2 separate regions of the Danio rerio genome follow, and region 1 is linked to region 2. A link is a contact called in public HiChIP or PLAC-seq data. All regions are on one chromosome and are shown on one strand. The core of a region is the stretch at or near the end of the contact, and the rest is flanking DNA. Distances in the headings are between cores, read along the strand shown.

Region 1 (5,720 bases), core at 1,426-3,925, 280 kb after region 2:
ATGTTTTTTCTTTTAGAGAGAACACAAAGTGTTGTGCATGAGAAAAAATGTTTAACAGAGCCAGTATAACTACTCTAGCCTATACAACGTTGAATATAATGCAAGCGGGAATCTGATAATGACAAATGTTTCATTTTACCAGTGAATAAATGGTCAAATAATGTTGTCAATGACAGATTCCAAGCACATGTCTCAAACATAATAATTCAACATCAGAATTATGAATAGTTGTATTCTGATGTAATCACTTTACAGTGCATTAATGACCAGGACAAATTTAAAGTCTAATCAAGTCCACCGTTCCAAGTCTATACAAGCTTTAGGATTTTAACCAACAGTAGACCTACACATAGGCCTGATATTATTGTTGTTGTTTGACCGTATGTTTTAGCAATTGTAATAACAACAGGCTACTCATTTTAACCTTTATTTTACATCTACAGAATCGTGAAAAATGATTCTTATTTTAAGCAGAAATAATAAAGATCATTGCCAATGTGTTTTTTGACTCTCACAATGTGGTTATTTGACTTTCAATTTGTAGACGAAAGATGCCTTTAAACACATAACATGCAAAAAAGGCAAAATATTTTTTGTTACGTAAGCATTTTTGGAAGCTGTGCATACAAAAAACAACACACATAAAAATATTCAACTTATATGCTTGCATTCTGACTGTACCATAGTAAATTGAGCTTTAATCCCTCTATATTTTAATACGATGAATAAAACCTGAGTCACATACTGAGCAACGCTTACAACAGCATATGACACATGTTAAAAACTTCCTGCTCACCTGTGGACACACACACACACGCGCAAGCACGCACATCATTTCAACAAATTCAAATAAGCCAACAATAAGTCAGAGTTATTACAATGAACAACTGGTATCTGTAAAAACCAAAAACACATAAGAAATGTAGTCCAAACATGACAGCAAAGTTCCTCATACACAGACAGACCATTTAAAATGGAAACATCCCATTGAAGTTGAAACGGTCACTGAAGCTACACCAATTACAGGGTCTCCAACACAGGACAAGACTGTTAACAAGAACTTCTGACAAATGACAAGCTCAGCTGCCACATTTTACAGACTGATTGATATTGTCAACAAGGGCAGGTAATAGACTGATATATGCCACACTCAGAAACAGTCACTGAGGTGGTCCTCTTTCAACAGGTACATTTTTGTACTTTTATGTACAACATAAGTACCTTAAGGTGCAATATAGACCCTTTAGGTACTAATATAGAACTTTAAGTGAATATGGATCGTCTCGGTATTAATATACAGTTGAAATCAGAATTATTAAACTGCTTTTGATTTTTTTTTATATTTCCTAAATTATGTTTAACAGAGCAAGGAAATTTTCACAGTATGTCTGATAATATTTTTTCTTCTGGAAAACGTCTTATTTGTTTTACTTTGGCTGGAATAAAAGCAGTTTTTAATTTTTTTTTTTTACAATTTTAAGGTCAACCTTATTAGCCACTTTTAATCTATATATTTTTAATTGTCTTCACAGAACAAACCATTAAACAATAACTTGCCTAATTACCCTATCCTGCCTATTTAACCTAAATAACCTAGTTAAGCCCTTAAATGTCACTTTAAGCTGTATAGAAGTGTCTTGAAAAATATCTAGTAAAATATTATTTAATGACATCATGACAAAAATAAAATTAATCAGTTATTAGAAATGAGTTATTAATTATGTTTAGAAATGTCTTGAAAAAAACAAAAATTTGGGGAAAAAATAAACAGGGGGGGCAAATAACTCTGACTTCAACTGTATACTCTTTAAATACAAAAGTGTACCGTTCTATTAACAGCTTTTGTACCTTTATTTCTATGTATATGGTATTGAATGAATACTATATTCATTTATAAATACTCAATATACATATTTAGACATACTTGGCCATATTTATATATTCTTTTAGCCACAAAATAGTCTTTTTTCCTAAATAACATACCTAGATGTACTACTTAAACATGATGGTATTGCTATGGTACTGATGACATTACAGCAACAGGGTATTGTCATTGTGGTAATTGTGTTTTTAATAAAGGTTCTATGATAATAGAACATTGTGTCATACAGATATTGAAATAATGAGACATGCCAAAGGAAATCAATGGATCTGCATGGTACACGAAAACAAAACATGACACCATAGTCCAAATTTCTGCAAGTTATCTCTTTCAAGATAACCATGGTGCATGTCAATGACATGTTAAACCATTGTACTTTATTTAACGTAATGTGACAGTAATCCCATTTAGCATTAAAAATAAAAGCTGCGACAACCTCATCTTTTAACCGTATTGCATGCTTCATAAACATATAGACTATGACAAACACTACTACATCTGAGATGTTCTGTAACACAGATGTAAATAGTGATTTGAAGAGGCGGCTGGATTCACATCTATCAGCAGCCGGCCAACCAACCACAGAACTGTTGCCAACCCTCCAAAACAGCTGGAAAATAACTTATTCTGGGCCCTTGTGCAGGCACACTCCAAACCCACCCATGATGATGGGGGGAAAATCAAAGCATCGGGTGTGTTGTTTTAATTTGAGAGGGACTCACCTTCATGTCGTTCATGATGATTTGGAAGAGCCCTCCCAAAGCGCTGCACTCCTTCTCCATTCCCGCATCCATTTTACCAGCCCAAAAGCACACGCGCAGCGCTGACACTTCTCCTGCCTGCGAAAGCTCACCTCGAAAACCGCTGTCAATATCTGAAGGGCGCGGTGGAAATCTGTTTTTGAAGGTTATCGTGTGAATAAGGCAAAATGTGATAAATTAATGCAAAAACAGTGAGTGTTATTCCGCTGATTGGCTGCCCGGCGCAAGCAAACTAGTCCCGGCCACGCAACTTACTAAACCTCTGAAAATACCTCGCATCGCCACGATAAAAGAGGATAAAAATAACTAAAAACGTGATTTTTAATAATAAGTCTCCAGGTCAAAAAAGTGCCACGTAAGCGCAGGTAAACCCGCAGAAAAATGCGACCGTTGAAAAGTCGAAGTACCTGGCTCGGCGTTTTCAAAAGCTTGGCTCTGCTAGATCGATAGTCACGTTAGTTTAGGTCGCAACAACCGCCGTATTTTTTATTCCTCATGGTTTCATTCAGTCGATCCAGCCGCTGATAAATCCTTAGTTGTGATGATTTTAAACGGTTGCAGTTTAAACGAGGCTTTCTGGTGAAATGAATGCGGCCAAAACTGACTAAACTTTCGACTCCTGATAGATTCCACAGAGTGAGTGAGTGGTAAACATTATTCACCGCTGGCTCTCTCTCCCTCGCGCTCGTTTGTGTGGATCGGCTCGCGGACGAACTCAAAAAGGGGCGGAGCATCAACACTTCGGAAATCTTCGTGCCTTTCCGTCTATGCTACTTTTGCCATTCACAGATATGTATTGAGACCTGATTTAGATAAGATGTTTTCAAAGGTTTTTGCTTGTCGTTTTTAGATTTTATTTGATTTCCAGTTCTTATAACACATTCCTCATAATAATTATTTATAGCATTATTTTGACACATCAATAGAGTAAAAGGGTGACCAGTAGCATCTCCTATATATATATAGGAGATGCTACTGGTCACCCTTTTACTGTATTGTGTGTGTATATATATATATATATATATATATATATATATATATATATATATATATATATATATATATATATATATATATATATATATATATATATATATATTTTTTTTTTTTTTTTTTTTTTTTTACTCTATTATATATATATATATATATATATATATATTTTTTTTTTTTTACTTTATTATATATATATATATATATATATATATATATATATATATATATATATATATATATATATATATATATATATATATATATATATATATATATATCCCTGCTGCATTAGATATGAGTTATATTAATATTATCATAAATGCTTTTTAAACCAACATGTCTAAAATATTTTGGGGTTGTAGATAAAAAATAACGGAAGATTCCATCACATATTGTGAAAATAACTAATAAAAGAAGGCTTTGAGACTAGTTTAAATATTAATTATTATTAAAATGGACATATTCTAACTGAGGAAATGAGCTGGCTAGTTTGTTATTTGCCTATAGTCTACAGTTTTTAATTTATAACAGTTTTAACAGATTCCTAATTCCTTTTTTATAAATGATGGATGATAATGCATTACCATTTAAAAAGTGAAGTATATTTTATTAAAAAATTTTAATTAAAATTATTTTCTCATTACATTATTTATAAAACTGCAATAGCATAATGTACATTTGTAAATAATAACAAATTTTTGTAAACATAAAATAGTATAGTAAGCACTTTGACAAAAGTGTAGGAAACATTTTTGTTGCATCAAAAGTGTAATGATAACCATCCGACAAGCTAAAAATAGTGTTTAAAATGACACTGACATGCAGTGTTTGATCCTCATAATTTAATAGAAAATGAGGCAAACGATTGCGATAAGGCCCTTTTTTTTGAGAAAAAAGAACCATCCATTTTTATAAGCTGGCTATAGGCATGTTAACTGAAAACTGATAAGAAAAAAATATATCTGTATTTTAATATCATGAATAAAGCTGGAGTAATATAGGTAATGCTTGCAGCATTGCCCTATTGCCCCAATATGTAAATGTACATTTTTTGTGTTGAGTTATATGCATATAAAATGTTGAATGTTGTTCTTATTAAATTAAACTCATTTTAAATAACTGGCCAAGATCTTATTTTTTTAGAATTAATGTCAGTTAATATTACATCATTTTAATATACAGTTTAAAAATATTAATAAAAATCAGGTTATTCATAAAAAGGTCATTCCCCCTTATATTATTTTGACTACACTATTATTTCATGCACCAAGTGACATTATATATTTATTTATTTATTCATTTATTCAATCTTCATTCGGCATAGTCCCTTTATTAATCTGGGGTCGCCAAAGTGGAATGAACCGTCAACTTATCCAGCATATGTTTTACGCAGCGGATGCCCTTCCAGCTGCAACCCATCTCTGGGAAACATCCATACACACTTATTCACACACACATACACAACAGACAATTTTAGCGTACCCAGTTCACCTGAACCACATGTGTTTGAACTGTGGAGGAAACCGGAGCACCTGGAGAAAACACGGGGAGAATGTGCAAACTCCACACAGAAACACCACCTGACCCAGCCGAGGCTCGAACCAGCGACCTTCTTGCTGTGAGGTGATTGTGCTACTCACTGCACCACCGCGTCACCTATTTATTTATTTATTTAATTATCAATTTAATTAATTGATTCAAACACACATATATATAAGCATTTGAACCTGTTTTATTTCCAGTGAAGGAATATTATCAGTTTACATTATTATCAGTTTGATGGATTATTTATGCCCACTCCCTCTTGACTTTTATTAAGATGAATAGACAGTGTGACTTCATATACTGTTTTATTTGTCTACACACAAGAGAGCTGCTGGTTCATCTATGAGTCAGCATCATTGTAATCTTGGCCAGCCTTGTGCTGTTCCCTGACATTACAAAATGAGCCCACCTCTCATCTGAGCCGTCTCATAGCAACGCAGGCATGATCAATTCAGCATCACGTCCTCTAGTGGCCACCTGTCTGTCTGTCTGAGGGAAGAGAGGTCACCTTCTTTAGCAGGCTGTGCTGAGCTTTATGT
Region 2 (4,992 bases), core at 2,092-4,591:
ACTAATAGTCAGTTTGTTATTTGACATTGCATTTTCAATTAATTTGTCGATTTCCATCAGTAAGTGTGTCTGTGACCCCTTAACAAACTACTCTCTGCCTTTATTTGGAAAATGTGCAATTCCTAGTCTAATCAAATGAACTAAACTAAAATGCATTGATATGTTTGTCATCATTGCAAACACTTATTCATATTTTTCAATTTGCTTTATTTTCAGTTCATGATCTGCAAAGCTTTGGCCTAGACAATGTGAGTTGTTCAGTTCTCTTCTTCAATAAGATTGCTCTTGTGTTTGCTCAGAATATTAGACCAAAATTTAATGATTTTGTTTTGTTTGACCACAGATCAACATGACACATTTCATCAAACATCTTTCATTTGGCAAAGACTATCCTGGAATTGTCAACCCCTTAGATGATACTAATGTAGCAGCACCTCAAGGTAAGTGTGTGCTATTTCTTATTGTCATGCTTAAACTTAAAATGTGTTTCAAACAACGTTGTTTTTCAAAATAAATAGCCCTTCTTCATTGTAAGCCCTCCGTAAACTGCAGAAAGGTCATTTAAGTTGACTTTAACCTGTTCTGGTGAACTCCAATAAAAAGTAGGGCTGTCATTATCGATCAACAATCAGGTCTTACATTTGAGCCTTAGAGATTTACAGAAAAAAAAACATTTCTATTACTCTTTATTAACACCGATGTCCTTGAATCTGGGTGTGATAACAAACGGGTGAATGGAAAATGCTTCAAAGTCCTATTACTTGAGTGGCATTAGTGTGATCTCAGCAGCGGATTCCCATCCCAATCGCCATGAAGGTCCCAAACGTACCACCGCTTTGCATCATCGTCTTCCCAACTCCGCCCATCAACTCTCGACCCCGCATGCCAATCCTGAATAGAACAAAATAAATAAATAAAAATGTCAGATTTTTTAGCAAATGTTACAGGATATTTTGTTTTATAAATTAGGCTAAATTACAGAACTAGATCACCTGCAAAATAAATATTTGCTGTTAATTTACTCACATTCAGGTCAAATTGAAAGTAAAGCATTAAAGTTAAGCTCAAACCGTGACTATTGGAGATTCATAAAATGCAAGTCCTCAGTGTGTTCAGTGTTGCCAGAGTCGCGGTTTTCCCACACTATTGAGCTCTTTTCAAAAGAAAGTGTTATGGGAAAGAAAGTTGTTTTTTTTCTGAGGCTTCTTTGCAATGTCTTTACTGCCAAAATGTTTCCCTTTCAAGAATACAAAATTATAAATTAATTCTTAATAGACATTAATCCCAGAATACATATCTGGCAACCCTAAGACTGCTGCTAGTGAGCGAGTAAAAAATAAATAAATAAATGAACAGAACATTAGTTACTCCTACATCTGAGAAAGGTACTTCAGAAGTAGTATTTTTCTTGTGCAGATGGTCAGTACCTTCAAACATATTCTGTATCTACAAGGATTTGTATCAAATATATAAGGCCGCATTTACACTGCATGTTTCAAGTGACTCAATTCCAATTTTTTTTTCCCCATGTGGCACAGATAAGATATGCCCTGTGTAAGCAGAAAAAAAATTACATGGATTCCAATTTACTCAAATCATATTCAGGCCTTATTCATATGTGGAAATTTATCCAATATGAATCCAATCTGTGTCCTCTTGTTTGCAGTGTAAGCAGGTAGTTTGGATTTTCACCTGTCTATGCGAGTCGCACATGATTAAAAATCGTAGCAAATGATGTCAACTCTGATGCTTTCATTTAAGAACAGACTTCAGCAGAGTCCCAAACCTTAAATGTCATACACAAGGACTAAAAAAGCTTTTATATTGTCATGTAGCACAAGTATTTAAGCATGTTAACGAGAGAGTGCACTCAACACCCTTCAACCCCATCCGTAAACAAGATAGGCTTAACTAAAACTGTTGCATACTCTTTTGTCATATCTATAGTAAACATATTACAACTTTTGTCATAACTATAGAAAAAAAACTTGTCAAAAAGAATTTAAAACAAACTATTAAATTAAAACAAAAAATGGACTACTATTCATTTTTGGGCATGTTTCGAGCTTAACATTGTTCTTGGACCTGGCAACCCTGAGTATTTTCATGACAGCCATGAGCACAACTTGCATTATATAAAAGACACATGATGTTTTGATTATTATTCTACAGAAAGAGAGAAGAAAAGCCATTAAGTGTATCGCCTCATTATTTTAACATTAGATTTAAATTACCAGGTGAACTGTTCCTTTTAAGTTTATACCTGAGACAGGAGAAAGTCCCAAACATGGCACCTGCAGCCATTCCTACAGCAAAGCCCATCATGAAGCCCATCTTGACTCTGTCAAAGCAGCTGGGCTGAGCCTGCTGTCCGTACGATCCTACACTCACCGGCATCTGGAAGGAGGACAAGACACAATGTAGCTTTACTTGTAGTTGGTTACTTTTGGGCATTTCTTGCATTCGGTGTATGTTTGTATGCGTTTAATGATAAATATAATGAATAATACTAATTATATTATGTGTGTTTGTATTTAAGGATGTAAAATCAATACATTCTCATTATTTACCCTAAAGTGGTTCCAAACAAAAAAAAAATTGTTTCTTCGGTTTAACACAAAAGATATTTTGAAGAAAGATGAAAACCCGTAACCACTGACTTCCATTGTAAAAAAAAAAAAAAAAAAAAAAACACTGTGGAAAGCAATGGTTACAGATCCTCAACATTCTTCAAAATATCTTCTTTTGTATTTAACAGAACAAACAAGTATAAATAAATGATGACAGTTAGATTTTTTTTGGTGGACTATTACTTTAATGTAGATATAAATTCAGTATTGTTAACGTGCACGTTTTGAATCAGTTGACATAAAATGACCTCTACATAGTGCACATAATGCTGTTGTCTAGATAAGTAGCGCACTACTTTAATGATAAGTCTGGCACCTGCGCGTTATATAAAACAAGGTAATTTTGACAAGCTAAGAGGAGCTGATATAGCTGTAAGTTACGGTATATTGCCGTTAAAGTAAAACTAAAACCTACAAGACAAATTTAACGCACGTGAACTGGATTATTTCGTTAAATGTCATCAAGGTCTCCGGCCTTAAACAAGCTCAACCGCTCTCGGTTATGGACACCGCGAGCAGTTATCGAAAAATATATTTGAAGAAAGTCTTCTTACCTTGTTCAAATCGCTATTTTAGTGGCCCTGTTGGTTAGTTTTTGTGACAACCTAGCTCAATGTTTGCGATAGGACTGTTTCACACGGACGCCATTACTTGAGAGGAAGTGCCAAAGTACAAGCGGAGAATTCAAGCTTATGAAGCGCTGCAGCGCCCTCTAGTGCCAGAGCCAGTCACCTGTTTATCACTAGACACCCCCTGTTGGTGAATAAAGGAACTGACAGCGGTTTCTAACCAACTTTATTTTGTTTTGGTAAAAACAAATACAAAGATAAAGGTGGATATACTGCGTTGTTTCTGGGTTAATTACTTATTAATGAACATGAATGTTCGAAAGACTCAGCCCTCCACTGTTAAAGGTCCAGCATTTGTCCTATACATAAGCTCATTTGTCCTATTTTGACTGCTGTTCCATCATAAATTGTGAAAATAACCCATCTAACAAGTGGAATCCTCTGTTGGCTGTCATGACTTCAGCTAATCAGTTTTGGCCAGTGCAAACAATTATTTTTCATGAGTCTAACATCTGTGCTGTTAAATAGAGAAAACATTTTACAGGAAACTTTTATTCTAAATCGTGAACCTTATTCATAAAACAAAAATTGATCAATAAAAAGGTGTGAAGCACTAAAGGCAGCTCATATTAAAGTTAATTGTAATACTAATCAGGTCATTGTTATCCATGAATTTTCAATTTTTTATTTTTAACGAGAAAAATCTAGAAAAATTGTGAAGCTCTGAATTATTTATTTATTTATTTATTTATTTATTTATTTTTATTGAAATGGCCAAATTCTAACTAAGGAACGTTAAATGTGCTGGCCAGGTTATTTTTTTAAAAAATAAATGAACATAAGCTTAAGTTTTTATTAAAAAAAAAAAAAACAAATGCTGATAAATCATGAAGCGATTCTTAACCAGTGGGCTGCGGCCCACTAGGGGGCCTCAGTGATCCTGCAGGTGGGCTGCGAGATTAAAATGAGCTTAAATATTATACTATAATTATTTGATTTTATTATTAAATATGCCATATTAAAGTAATAGTAGTAATGGCATTTCCCATTTTCTGTGATTAAACAGGCTAATTCGGACTCTGTGCAAAAACACCCTCACTGTTAATTACAGACATAACTGTGGCCTAAATTTTCAATTGCTGCGTGTCAACTGAATAACTTGTAAAGAATAACTGAAGTAAAGAATTCAGAAGTTTTGAACCTGTCTGTACATTTAAAAAAATATATAAAAATATATATAAAATATAATAATATATATGTACAATGTTTCTGTTTATATATATATATATATATATATATATATATATATATATATATAAGCAAAACATTTATTTTGCCTCCTATTATTCTAATAATAATATAATAATAGGAGGCAAAATAAATGTTTTGCTAATAAATAAAGTTTTAAAACAAGCATTTTCTCTAGACACTCAGTTTTGGGCCTTCAAAACAGGAGAAAATCAGAGATAAAAGTGGGCATCGAAGAGAAAAAGGTTGAGAACCCATTTTTAAGTATGTTTTTTTTTTATCTTTAAGGGAAATGTTTTGGTACCTCAAAAAGTTTGGTTCTGATGACCATCCAACAAGCTATCTAAACAAAAAGTGCTTAAAATGTCATTAAATGCAGTATTTAAACCTAGAAAATGAGGCGAATAACTGAAGGTCCAGTTTTTGAGAAAAAAAGATCCACCCTTTCACCAGGATGGCTACGGGCCTGTTTATTACTTTAACGCATCTATTTCGCTATGCCTTTACTGAATGAGCACTGTGCTACGTCCCACAGATTGCACTAT

What was found. HiChIP or PLAC-seq counts read pairs in DNA pulled down with a chosen protein or histone mark.
Region 1: a contact with region 2 is called in an H3K4me3 HiChIP or PLAC-seq map of gastrula embryo, with 5 times the contacts expected there. The contact joins the promoter of mtss1 here to the promoter of romo1 in region 2. A contact is called at or near these places in 4 of 18 Hi-C or Micro-C datasets (caudal fin, embryo and hematopoietic stem cells) and 2 of 4 datasets of contacts at active chromatin or transcription factors (embryo and gastrula embryo).

What each region holds. Positions count from the first base shown.
Region 1 is chr6:53,327,319-53,333,038 of GRCz12tu, forward strand. mtss1 (MTSS I-BAR domain containing 1) reads right to left here and starts at 2,676. Exons shown (of 15, transcript NM_001123252.1): 1 at 2,605-2,676. The coding sequence starts at 2,676.
Region 2 is chr6:53,046,021-53,051,012 of GRCz12tu, forward strand. romo1 (reactive oxygen species modulator 1) reads right to left here and starts at 3,342. Exons shown (of 3, transcript NM_200797.4): 1 at 3,185-3,342; 2 at 2,264-2,397; 3 at 152-891. The coding sequence starts at 2,397. The coding sequence ends at 783. ergic3 (ERGIC and golgi 3) reads left to right here. Exons shown (of 13, transcript NM_201015.1): 8 at 217-248; 9 at 344-440.